Linked DNA regions of Sus scrofa: region 2 is linked to region 1. Evidence: chromatin contacts called from public Hi-C data. All regions are on one chromosome and are shown on one strand. Each heading gives the region's core, a stretch centred on a gene start, on an enhancer-like site or on the middle of the called end of the contact. The rest is flanking DNA. Distances are from core to core; before and after follow the strand shown.

Evidence for each region. A called contact is a pair of places that touch in the nucleus more often than the background predicts.
Region 2: a Hi-C map of skeletal muscle shows a contact between it and region 1, with 2.0 times the contacts expected there. The contact joins the enhancer-like site here to the promoter of TRIM4 in region 1. A contact is called at or near these places in 5 of 47 Hi-C or Micro-C datasets (embryonic fibroblasts, liver, skeletal muscle and 1 more) and 2 of 2 datasets of contacts at active chromatin or transcription factors (alveolar macrophages and skeletal muscle).

The regions. Positions count from the first base shown.
Region 1 is chr3:7,833,829-7,839,655 of Sscrofa11.1, reverse strand. It overlaps TRIM4 (E3 ubiquitin-protein ligase TRIM4), which reads left to right and starts at 2,069. Exons shown (of 6, transcript XM_003124333.5): 1 at 2,069-2,693. The coding sequence starts at 2,175. LOC110259868 (a long non-coding RNA gene) reads right to left here and starts at 2,002. Exons shown (of 2, transcript XR_002342269.1): 1 at 1,861-2,002; 2 at 2-488.
Region 2 is chr3:7,883,562-7,889,094 of Sscrofa11.1, reverse strand. LOC110259869 (a long non-coding RNA gene) reads right to left here. Exons shown (of 3, transcript XR_002342271.1): 2 at 4,833-4,919; 3 at 1-1,741. Among named protein-coding and RNA genes, the nearest start is that of AZGP1, 19 kb to the right of the region's middle. Within about 2 kb of position 1,259, at least 64 of the 83 cell types and tissues checked have an H3K27ac peak or open chromatin away from gene starts, as enhancers often do. A contact at or near this core is called in alveolar macrophages, liver, skeletal muscle and 1 more, where this site is marked.

The sequences.
Region 1 (5,827 bases), core at 820-3,319:
ATTTTTTTATTTCACTGCTTATGATTTTGGTGTTACAGTTATGAAATCATTGCATAATCCATGACTGTGAAGAATACACCCATTTTTCCAAGAGGTTTATAGTTTTAGCTTTATGTTAGGTCTTTGATTGAGTTTGAATGAACTTTTGTGCGTGGAATGATCTAAAGGTCCAATTTCATTCTTTTGCATGTGGATGTCCAGTTGCATCGGTACCACTTGTTGAAAGGCTAATTTTCCCTACATATAACGGTTTTGGCACCATTGCTGAAAACCAATTGCTTGTAGCTGTACGGCACTGTTGCTGTACTCTCAATTTGATTCCCATTGATGTATATGTCTATTCTGATGGCAGTACTACATTTTAATTACTGTAGCTCTGTAATAATGTTTGAAATTGGGAAGTGTGTGTTCTCCTACTTTGTTCTTCTTTCTCAAGATTGGCCACTTGGCATCCCCTGAAATGCCATATGAATTCCAAATGAATAAAGCTGTCAATTCAGGAGCCACAACATTTTCAGTAGAGAAGGATGTTCATTTCAGGAGTATGGCAGCATTGAAAACAAAGACATTAGAAGATATACTTCAATACACAGGCAGACATATAGACATATAGACACTTGCAGTAAAACACTCATGGGAAACGTCAATAACCGATAAGAGTACCTCTTCCTGCTTGGTCTATATGAAGACTCAGATTTCTTCTCAGTATAGTATTCCAATTTACAAAGAAAACACAGCTATCGGATGCATAATTTAAACATTTAAACATAGCCATTCTGTGGAACCTTCATCAAACCCCCAAAACAGTGACCCCCAAGCGCTCCTTTTTCAAATCCCCTAATCAGCATATTATGGGAAAGGCAGTATCTGATTTGGGGACACAAGAAGAATTAAAAATTTCTTTCATAAGAAACAGAACAGAGTGCGAAGAATTTAAGAAAAAAAAAAAAAACACCTCAGAAACACAAGATAAAAATCCATTGGAGAGAAACAGATAACACTGTGAAACAGGCAAGCATATTGTTTGTTGAAAGGCTCAATGGATGACACATGGGATGGCAAGTGGTTCAAGTTGGGTACCAAAAGACAATGCATCTACGCATCTGAATCTTAAGCACTTCCACTTAAAACACCTGATTTCCTTCCCACCACTCTTAGAGTGTTGCTCTGACAACGTGGTCCTAGTCTTCTCAGGTAGGAGGATCAGGAACTGCTCCAGCACCACCAGCAGCAGCAGCTACAGGCTCTGCTTCCTCCCAGAATCTTAGACGACAGCCACTCCTGGCAGATCACCCAGAGTCCTTTAGACCTCCTGGGCGCTGAACCGCTTAAATACTGGTGGGAAGTCTCAAACCTGAGGAAGACCGTCTAACCCTAGATTCTTCCCCCTAACTTAACTATTAGAACGTCTATCTACACTGGGCGAGTGTGCCCCATGGTGAGAATGGGCTGCCTCTATCTCCTACGCTATGGAAGAAAGAGAGGGAAATCAGGGTGGCAAGGCGATCAGAAAGCTCCCTACTACGTCGTGGGGGCTAAACACTCCTTTTTCTGTTCGCTCGCCTCCGAAACTTAGCTGGCCTGTTCGCCCGGCTCCTCGAATCCCTGGAGAGTTGGTGGGCTTCGTGGGGGCATCAGGAAATCCTGCCTTTTTAGGAATTCAACTAGACCTCGGGGGTTCGAGGACGAGAACAGATTCCTTTCCTGGAGAATGAGGCTGAACGATAAAAGGGAGACTTCAGGAAGAGCCAGCCTAAGGGGATGCCCCCGATCCTCCTAATCCTTCAGGCCATAAGCTGCACCTCGCCTAGGAAGTCAGAACCTAAATCGTCCGGAGCGGCCGGCCAACACTGACCTCACCTCGCAAACCTGAAGGACTAGCGAAGTTCACCAGCGCCTCCCCACGTTGCCCCACCAGCTGCTGCTGCAGCTGCGCGGTCGCCTCACAGCCGCGCGCTCGGCAAACCTGAGGTCCTCGCCTCCTCTCTAGGCTTCCCGAGGGGGGGCTTCCGCATCTCTACTGTCCGCCCGGTGGGGGCGCGCCCTCCCGACATGCCCCGCGCGCCGTCGGGGTGCGGAAACCTGCCGTGCGCGCGCTCGGCCCCCCTCAGACGCGCCGGGAAGGACCTCCTCCCCGTCCCCGGGCCCCGCCTGGATCCCGGTCCCAGGAAGAGATGGCACTTCGCCCTTCGGCGGGAGGCGGCGGCCGCAGGTCGGAAGGCCATCGGCTTCGGGGGCCCGCCTGCAGCCTGCCGGCCTTTCCTCCGACCCCGCCCCCGGATCGGGGTCAGAGGAGCAGCATGGAGGCCGAGGACCTCCAGGAGGAGCTGAGCTGCTCCATCTGCCTGGACTATTTCGAGGACCCGGTGTCCATCGAGTGCGGCCACAACTTCTGCCGCGACTGCCTGCGCCGCGGTTTGGCGCAGGGCTGCAACCAGTTTCCCTGCCCCGAGTGCCGGCGGCCGTCGACGCCCTCTGCGCTGCGGCCCAACTGGGCCCTGGCCCGGCTGGCGCAGAAGGCGCGGCGCCGGCGCGAGGGCCCCGCGTCCCGCGGGCTGTGCGACCGTCACGGGGAGCCGCTGCGGCTCTTCTGCGAGGACGATCAGCGACTCATGTGCATGGTGTGCAGGGAGTCCCAGGAGCACCAGGCCCACACCATGGCCCCCATGGACGAGGCCTTCCAGAGCTACCGGGTGAGCCGGCCGTTGCAGGGTTGCCGGAATTGCGTGGGCACTTGTACTGTTTACACTAGGTGGCCGCTTTTGCCGCTGGAAGCATGAAACGCCCCCGTGGCCCCCTCCCAGGCTCAAAAAAGTTAAGCTACTCACCGATCTCCGGGCTGGAGTTAAAACAGGGATTGGGAGGGGGGTGTAGTCCTCCTTGCAGAATTTTCAAGGGACTGGCCTCCTGGAGTTTAAGACAAACATTGTAGAAGGTTATATACCAGTGGTGTCCAATAGAAACAAAAAACACGAGCCACGCATGCTACTAAAGTGTTTTTCAGTAGTAAAAAGAGGCAGGTGATGTTAATTTCAATATTTTTTTCAACTACATCAGTAACATTTTATTAAGAGAATTTTTAAGATAAGCAGACGAAAAACCACGGGAAGAGCAATAAATAATATGTTTTATTTAACCCTCTTTTCCAAAATATTATCACTCGGTATTAACTGATAGGAAAAATTATCAGTGAGATCGTTTACTTTTTTTTTCATGATAGGTTTTTGAAATAAATCTGTGTTTGCTTCACGTTGACCGCACACATCAATTGGGACTAGCGGTATTTCAGATGCTCCCGTGGCTGAGGTTGCTCTATTGGACGATATGGTTTATACCTGCAAATATCATAGACCACGGAGGATTTGAGAAAAGCCTGGCTGAGGGGATGGGTCAGGATTTTGTGAACTAACTTCTTTCATCAGTTGGGAAAATGAGTGTTAGAATTTGGAGATGATCTGGTCTTCCCATCTTAGGGGTTAAGAAGCTTCGGTTAAATAAATCAGTGTGTCATACGCTACTCCAGCCACGTTGGCCTTCTTGCTTTTGTTTCAAGCCTGTTCTCTCTCTCTACCCGTACTTCCCATCCTTTAGATCCTTTTAGAGTTTAGCTTGAAGACCTTCCTTGCGCATCCTTTCCAGAGTAGCCCCACCCCCTTCCGTTACTGACGGTGTCACTCCAGTGGTCTCCATCTGAATTGGTATCTAGTAAGTACTTGCTGAATACACGAATTTCATGACAAGTTAAAGTGGATTGTAAACTGTCAAACGCTGTACAGTTTTTTATCAACTGACTGCAAACAGGAAACAGGTGCGGTTAGACTAGAAGGGGTACATTCGTTTCTTTAGTCAGTCATCTTTACTGATGCTTACTGTATGCGAGTTGGTACCAGCCCACAGAAGGTTTGAGGTTAGTGCGATCAGACAGGGGTGAGGCGAGGCTTCCCAGAGAAGTGAAACATGAGTTCATCCTTGAAGGATGTGAACAGCAAGGTAGGGGAGAGGATTGTCAGGCCAAGGGAACAGCATATTCAGTGTGGAAGAGCATGTGAAAAGTAAGGGAACCAGAGGATGTTTGGGAGTGGGGCCCACGGGAGAGAGGAGGGCAGGAGTTGAGGCTGCAGAAAGAGGCAAGGGCCGTGTCACGGAGGATCTTGTTCCACCACGCTAAAAAGACCGAGCTTTCTCTTTCAGGGGTTGGGGAGTCATGGAAGGATTTCCAGGCGGGGGAGGACATGAGCAGTTCTTTTGTTTTAGCTGAGAAGGCTTCTTGGAAGAGGTGGGATTTCAGGATTCACTAAAATGGGCCGACAGGTAGGGAGAGCGCAGGTAAGGGCGGGTGGAGTGTCATGAGGCTGACTGGCCAGGTGTTTAGAAGGCAGGTCATGAGGCAGAATTCCTCAGTATCTCACCTTTCTGACCCTCCTCTGCTTGTCACTGCTCTGTTTACCCACCTCCGCCTCCACCCCCACCCCAAGTTGGCCAGAAAAGCAATAGGTTGCTCAGGGTGGAGCTACCATTTCCACCATCCTGCTACCAGCACTTACTCAGATGGGTGCCCCATGTCTTAGACGTTTGGAGTTGCCTAAGTCCGTGGAAACCGTCTCCCATCCTCTCCTCACACCCGAGCCCGCAGACAGTGTGCTAGGTGCTTCTGCTTAGGATCTGGGCCCCCGAGCCCTGCATCCAGGAAACCTGCTTTGATGCATTCCCAGCCCACTCTCCTTGCTTCTTGGGCCACACCAGGGATAAAGGACACATATTGGGACTACCTGGAAGCACTTTTAAGAAATATTATCCACTGCTCCCCCCCCGCGCCCCCAACCTGGGGTTTTGATTCAGTCTGTGGGGCTCTGGGCAGCAGCATTTTTCAGAGTTCACTAGGTGATTCGAATGTACAGATAGGATAGAGAACCATGGACCTGCATGCATCTTAAGACCTTCACAAAGAAATCTCAAAAAATCTTTCAGAGCAGAAGTTGTTTTCAACAGTCATTGGTGATGGGGAGAAAAAGAAAACAGAAAGAGAAATAGCTTTGTAAATTTCAGGGGGGAAATTGTTTGCCTGAAAAAGAGCTTCCAAGCACAGCTCTTCCTTCCCTCATGCCAGTGTTTAGTCTGCTGACTCTGGGAGCTGATCCCTGCATTACTATTCGTACCTTTAGCCAATATTTCTTGAGCCACCCGTTTTGTGTCAGACGCTGTTCTGCCGTACCAGACCCAGCACTGGGAATACCGTGGTGAAAAAGCCATGGAGCTTATCGTCTAGGCAAGCTGAAGGGTAGGAGGTAAACGATAGACCAAGAAATAAAATAATGCAGTTGGCGACATGTGCTGTGAAGAAATCAGCTGCCACGCCAGAGAAGTGACCAGGGCTTTAATAACAGGATCGCCTTTCTGAGGAGATGACATTTCAGTTGAGACTTGATGGGTAAGGACTCAGCCATCCGGCAACTGTGGAGAGAAGGTCACAGCCGGACAGCAGATTCAAAGACCCTGAGGCTGAGACGATGCAGGACGTCTATATGGAAGGGAAAGATCTGTGCATCACGTGCAAGGGGAAAGGTGGCATGAGATGAGCTGGGAGATGCAGGCGAGAGGGGTTACGTTGGACCGTATGTGTTTGCATTTTCCTGGTGGTGAGAAGAGCCAATGGAGAATCTTAAGCAGGGGACTGACATGAGTTGACTGGTTTTTAGAAGGTTATTCTGGCTTCTCTTTGGACATGGCTGGGAGAAGGACCAGATTGGAAGTAGGGAGACTGGTCATGAGGTTGCTGTCATTGTCTAGACAATGGGTGATGGTGGTTTGACCTAGGAGATAGTAGTGG
Region 2 (5,533 bases), core at 10-2,509, 50 kb before region 1:
ATCGCAATGAGTTTAGTTAACATCCATCAGCTCACACAGTTAATTTTTTTCTTGCGATGCCAACTTTTAAGATCCACTGTCTTAGCAACTTTCAAATACACAATGCGTTTGTATACAATACTCTAGTATTAACTAGTCACCATGCTGTACATTGCATCCCCAGAATTTATTATTATTATTTTTTAACTTTTTACATAATGATTTTTATTTTTCACTATAGCTACATTCCCAGAATTTGTCTAACTATGAGTTTGTACCTTTGAACCACTTTCACTATTTTTAGCAAAAGGGATCTAACAACCGCTTGAACAGGGATCTGTGGCCACACATTCTTTCATCTCCAGTGCGCAGCACAAAATAAACATTATCAGAATGGTGTTGAAATATTTACCACTCTCTCCCCAGCCCTCCCATCCCTTTCACCTTTGTGCTTTTGCACCAGCTCTATGGGGAATGTCCTGGGCTGGTAGGGCATTTCCACGGATCCAGTTCTCACCCTCCTTCCACTACCACCCATCTTGCAAAGTCTTATCCACTTGATCTCTGCCCCAGCAGCTTTTTAACCGGATCCTTCCTTCTCTATTTGCATCCTCTGTCTCGCGTATACCTCCCACCGTCTCTCTCACATTATATCGGCATCACACACGTATCCGTTCTCTTGCTAGAGCATTCAGGTCTGGGAAAACGCAAGAATCTAGTCTGATCTAATTCCCCCTATGCCCGGGCTAAAACTCAGCTGATTAAGTGTACGTGGGAGAATAAAGCACACGGGACGCCGGGGGATCCAGTTAGCGTTTTTTTGGTTCAACGACCTGGGCTTCCCAGAGGGTCGTTTCAAAAGTCAAGTCTGGGGGCGGCAGCAAGGAAGTGGGAGGGAGCGGGATCCGCCTGAACTTTGCAGCCAGGCTGACTCCTAGGAGGCCTGAACGAATGAGGGGTCAAACCTGGGACAATCCCGCTCCCCAACCTCAAGTCCTGCTAAGTCCCCCATCGAGAAGAGAGCAAGAGGAGGGCAAGACCAAAAATGCAGGGGTTGGAAGGGACACAGGGCGTTCGCAGCGGGCGCGGGGCCTCCTAGAGCCGCACAGGTTGAGAATGACGCTGCATAACCGGGGAACCCACGCACCCCCGGCGCCGCACCACCGGGAGTGGGGAGCGCAGGCTGCCCCCCTGGAGCCGCCGTCTTGGGTGGCACACAAAGGCCGGAAGTGCGCCCGCGTCAGCCGGGCAAGGCGCCCTCTCTAGCACCCCGGAGGGCCCCCTTCTCGGTGGCTCTCCAGGCTCGAAGGCGGTGGGCGGGGCCTGCGCCCCCCTCCCGGGGCAGCCAAATGAATGAAAGAAACAAAACAGAAATGCAACATAGCACGAAGGAGCGGAAGCGCGACCCGGCTTAAATGGATCCAGGCCTGTTTCAGCTAAGAGGTTGGAGCACAGTAGATTCTCATGCTAGCCTCGCCCCCCGACCCCCCACCCCTAAGATGAGGAAACTGAGGCCTGGAGAAAAGTTCTTTGAGGCTCAGGGTCTCTCAGTGACAGCGTGGGTCAGAACCCTGACGTGTAGCACTACAGGTCGGGGCACTTTCCGCTGGCCAGGGCTGCCTGCCTCTCATCAGAAATGAGCCCAGTTCAAATGAAAGCTTATGCTTTTAAAATGGCAGGAAACACGTAACTGTTTCAAAACTGACCGAGTAGAGTGCTGCCATGAAGCAGTGAAGACTGTCTCATCCCATCAGAATGGCTGCTGTAAAACAAACACACAAACAAATAAAAAAAACCCCTAAATAACTAGGGTTGGCAAGGCTGTGGAGAACCTGGAACCCCGGTGCCTGGCTTGTGGGAATGCAGAATGGTGTAGCCCCGGTGGAAAACAGTATACACTGTTTCAGAACATGTGAATCAGAAAATAAAGAGAGAAAGAAAACAAGCACATTAACAATAGCGATCAGAAACAATGAAACAGGAATAAACTTACAGGAGATGAAAGAGCTGTGCAGGGAAATCTATGACTTTGCAAAAACAAACGGAAGCAGTCACAGATAAATGGATCCATAACCTGTGTTCACGGATTGGAAGAATTAACATTCACATGTCTGGATTGCACAGAGCCGTCTATAGATTCAGTGCAATCTCTATCAAAATTCCAATGGCATTTTTCACAGAAATCGAAAACACAATCCTAAAATTCATATAGATCGGCAAAAGACCCAGAATAGCCAAAGCAATCCTGAGAAAGAACTAAACTGGGCTGGGGGCACCCTCCTTCCTGACTTGAAACTTTATTACAAAATATAATAACTGGAGTTCCTGCTTGTGCCCAGTGGGTTTAGGATCTGACTCTGTCTTTGCAGTGGTGTGGGTTTGATCCCCGGGCCAGTGCCCTGGCTTAAGGATCTGGCCTCAGCTAGGGTATAGGTCACAGCTGCAGCTCAGATTCAGTTCCTGGCCACCCCCTCAAGAAAAACCACAAAAAACAAAACCAAAATGTAATAATGGCACTAGCACACAAAAAAAGACACATGGAGAGTGGAACAGAATCAAGAGCCCAGAGATACACCCACAAACAGTCAACTGATCTTCAACGGGGGTGTCAGGAAGACTCAGGGGGGACAGGAGAATCTCCTCAATAAATGGTGCTGGGAAGACTGGATTTCCACCTGCAGGAGAATGAAATTGGACACCTGTCTTATACCCCTCAAAAAAAAAATTAACTTGAAATGGATTAAAGGCTTAACGATAAGACCTGAAACCATAAAACTAATGAAGAAAACACAAGGAAAACCCTGCTTGGCATTGGCCTCAGCAACAATCTTCTGAGAGTGAGGCCAAAAGCACAAGCAATAAAAGCAAAGATAAATAAGCAGCACTGCATGAAACTGAAGAGCTTCTACTCAGAAAGAACAAAAAAATCCACAAGATAGAAAGGTAACCTATGAGATGGGAGAAAATATTTGCAAACCATCTATTTGATCAGGAGTTACTATCCAAAATATATAAGAAACTCATACAACTTAATAGCGACAAGCCTCAATAATCTGTTTATTGGGTAATGGACAAGGACCTGAACAGACAGTTTTCCAAGGAAGACATACAAATTGCCAACAGGTATGTGACACAAAGATGCTTCTCATCCCCGATCATCAGGAAAAAGCAAATCAAAACCACAACGAGATACTGGAGGAGAAAAGGTCCCGATAAAAAGGTAGAGAGACCCTGGCTATGATGACTAAGCAAAGTCCAGCCAACTGCACCCAACCCCCGGCCCCACATCTGCTTCTGTAAAGTTGCTTCCCCAATTACAAGCCTGCCTGTTCTCACTCTGGTCCAACCAGCCGAGCACAGATCCAGAAGAGCTAGCCCATAAAACGTTATGAAACCCTTCTTCAGGGCTCCGACTCCCCTGAGCCGCCTGGCATAATAAACCCGAGTTCTCCATCTCTCCCAGTGCTCGCTTGGTTTCTTGCTGGGTAAAAGAGCTGATACCCTGCAGCCACAGAGCTGCTAGAGCTGGTACCCTGCAGCCACAGGGCTGTCGCTAGAGCTGATGCACCGAGGGGCTGCTGGGCAGCTGGCGTAACAATACCATGTCCCATTTGTTATAACAGCTATTCTCAAAAAGACAAGTGATAGCACATGCTGGTGAGGATGTAGAGAAAAGGGAACCCTGGGGGGTGCACTGTTGGTGGGGATATAAATTGGTGCCGCTGCTATGGAAAAGTGTGGAGGTGTTTCTACAAATTAAAAATAGAACTACAGTATGACCCAGCCCTCTTACTTCTGGGTAGATATTCAGAGGAAATGAAATCAGGATCTTGAAGAGAGATTCTGCATTCCTGTTCAGTGCAGCATTATTTGCAACAGCCAAGATAAGGAAACTGAGGCAGAGAAGCATAAATCATTTGCCAGAGGACTTACACAGGACCTGGAAGAGCCAGGGGGGGCTCTGGGGCGAATTTTAGACTAGTGTGTCCTCTTAGCCAGGGCCTTAAGATGCCTCAGACAGATTTTTCAATAACCCAAGGCACAAAGCCTTGTTTGGAAACTAGAGTGCCAGCTTTCTGGCTTTCTAGGTGAAGCTATTCCTCATTAGAAAACGGAGATTGAGAATTTCCTTTTCTTGGGCGTTCCCGTTGCGGCGCAGTGGTTAATGAATCCGACTAGGAACCAGGAGGTTGCGGGTTCGGTCCCTGCCCTTGCTCAGTGGGTTGGGGATCCGGCTTTGCCGTGAGCTGTGGTGTAGGTTGCAGACGCAGCTCGGATCCCGAGTTGCTGTGGCTCTGGTGTAGGCTGGTGGCTACAGCTCCAATTAGACCCCTAGCCTGGGAACTTCCGTATGCCGCAGGAGCGGCCCTAGAAATGGCAAAAAGACCAAAAAAAAAAAAAAGAGAGAATTTCTTTTTCTTCAGTAGGTGTCCACTTGGGAAATGAGAGTCAATCCAGAATTTTCACTGAATTAAAAATGGAAATTAGGGACCGAGGAAGTAGCTGATTTAAAGGTTTGTTTTCAATCCGTGTATGTTAGAAGGGAATGTCTGTCCCGCCATTCGCAATGTGCCGGGACTTCTATCTCAAGAGCCAGGTCTATTGATAAAAATATCTGGATCCAAAAGCCACGGAGTTCTGGATTAAGTCAAAAACTCTTCCGTTCCTTAGTATAATGTCCTAAAGGTTCTTCCGTGTTGCAGCATGAGTAAGGATTTCCTCCCTTTCTAAGGCTGAATAACATTCCATTGTGTGCAGAGACCACATTCTGTTGATCTAGTCACCCTCTGATGGACACGTGGCTTGTTTCCACCTCACCTCGACCTTTAGGAGGGAATTGACCTTGATCTTACCTGTGCTGTTAGAGCATCGAGGATGGTTGGGAAGCAGGGAGACTTGGCTGTGAATACCTGATGGAGGTGCAGCAAGACAGGAGCCGTCTGGAAGGAGAGAAGGGCCAAGGTCAGAGCATAATTTGGCTTTGGTGACATCTAGGCCGTCTGGGATGAAAGGGAGGGCACCGCAACCCAAGGTCTTAGTGTGGGAGGTTGGAAGGAGACCCCCAGAGGAGGAGCCGGAGGAGGAGGAAGAGGAGGCTAAGGAAGAGAAGTTGTTTGGGTTTTCTTTGGGGGTGGGTTGGAGCCGGGAAGATCATACCAGAAGTTGGAATCCTGATTCTGAGACATCTTGGGGACATGCAGGTGGAAATGCTGGGGGCAGGTGTGAAAACGGAGCGAGATGACCCCATAATTATAAAAGCTATCAACAAATACAGTGACCCCCATAATTATAAAAGTTATCAACACACACAATGGAAGAGAGGTGTCTTCCTCGCTTCTCTCAGCCCGGCTGTGGCCAAGCCCTGCAGGTTCTTCAAGCTGCGGGGACACCGGCTCCGAATCAGTGAGCTGGACCCACAGTGTCCCCTTGTGGCGATAGCATGCAGTTGCAACTGAGCCTACACCCTAGGGTGGAAATGGTTTTCCCGAATCCTGTAAGCCCGCAGCTGTGTCCAATCTGACACTGAGCCGCCGGACGGGTTTTAAGATCCTGT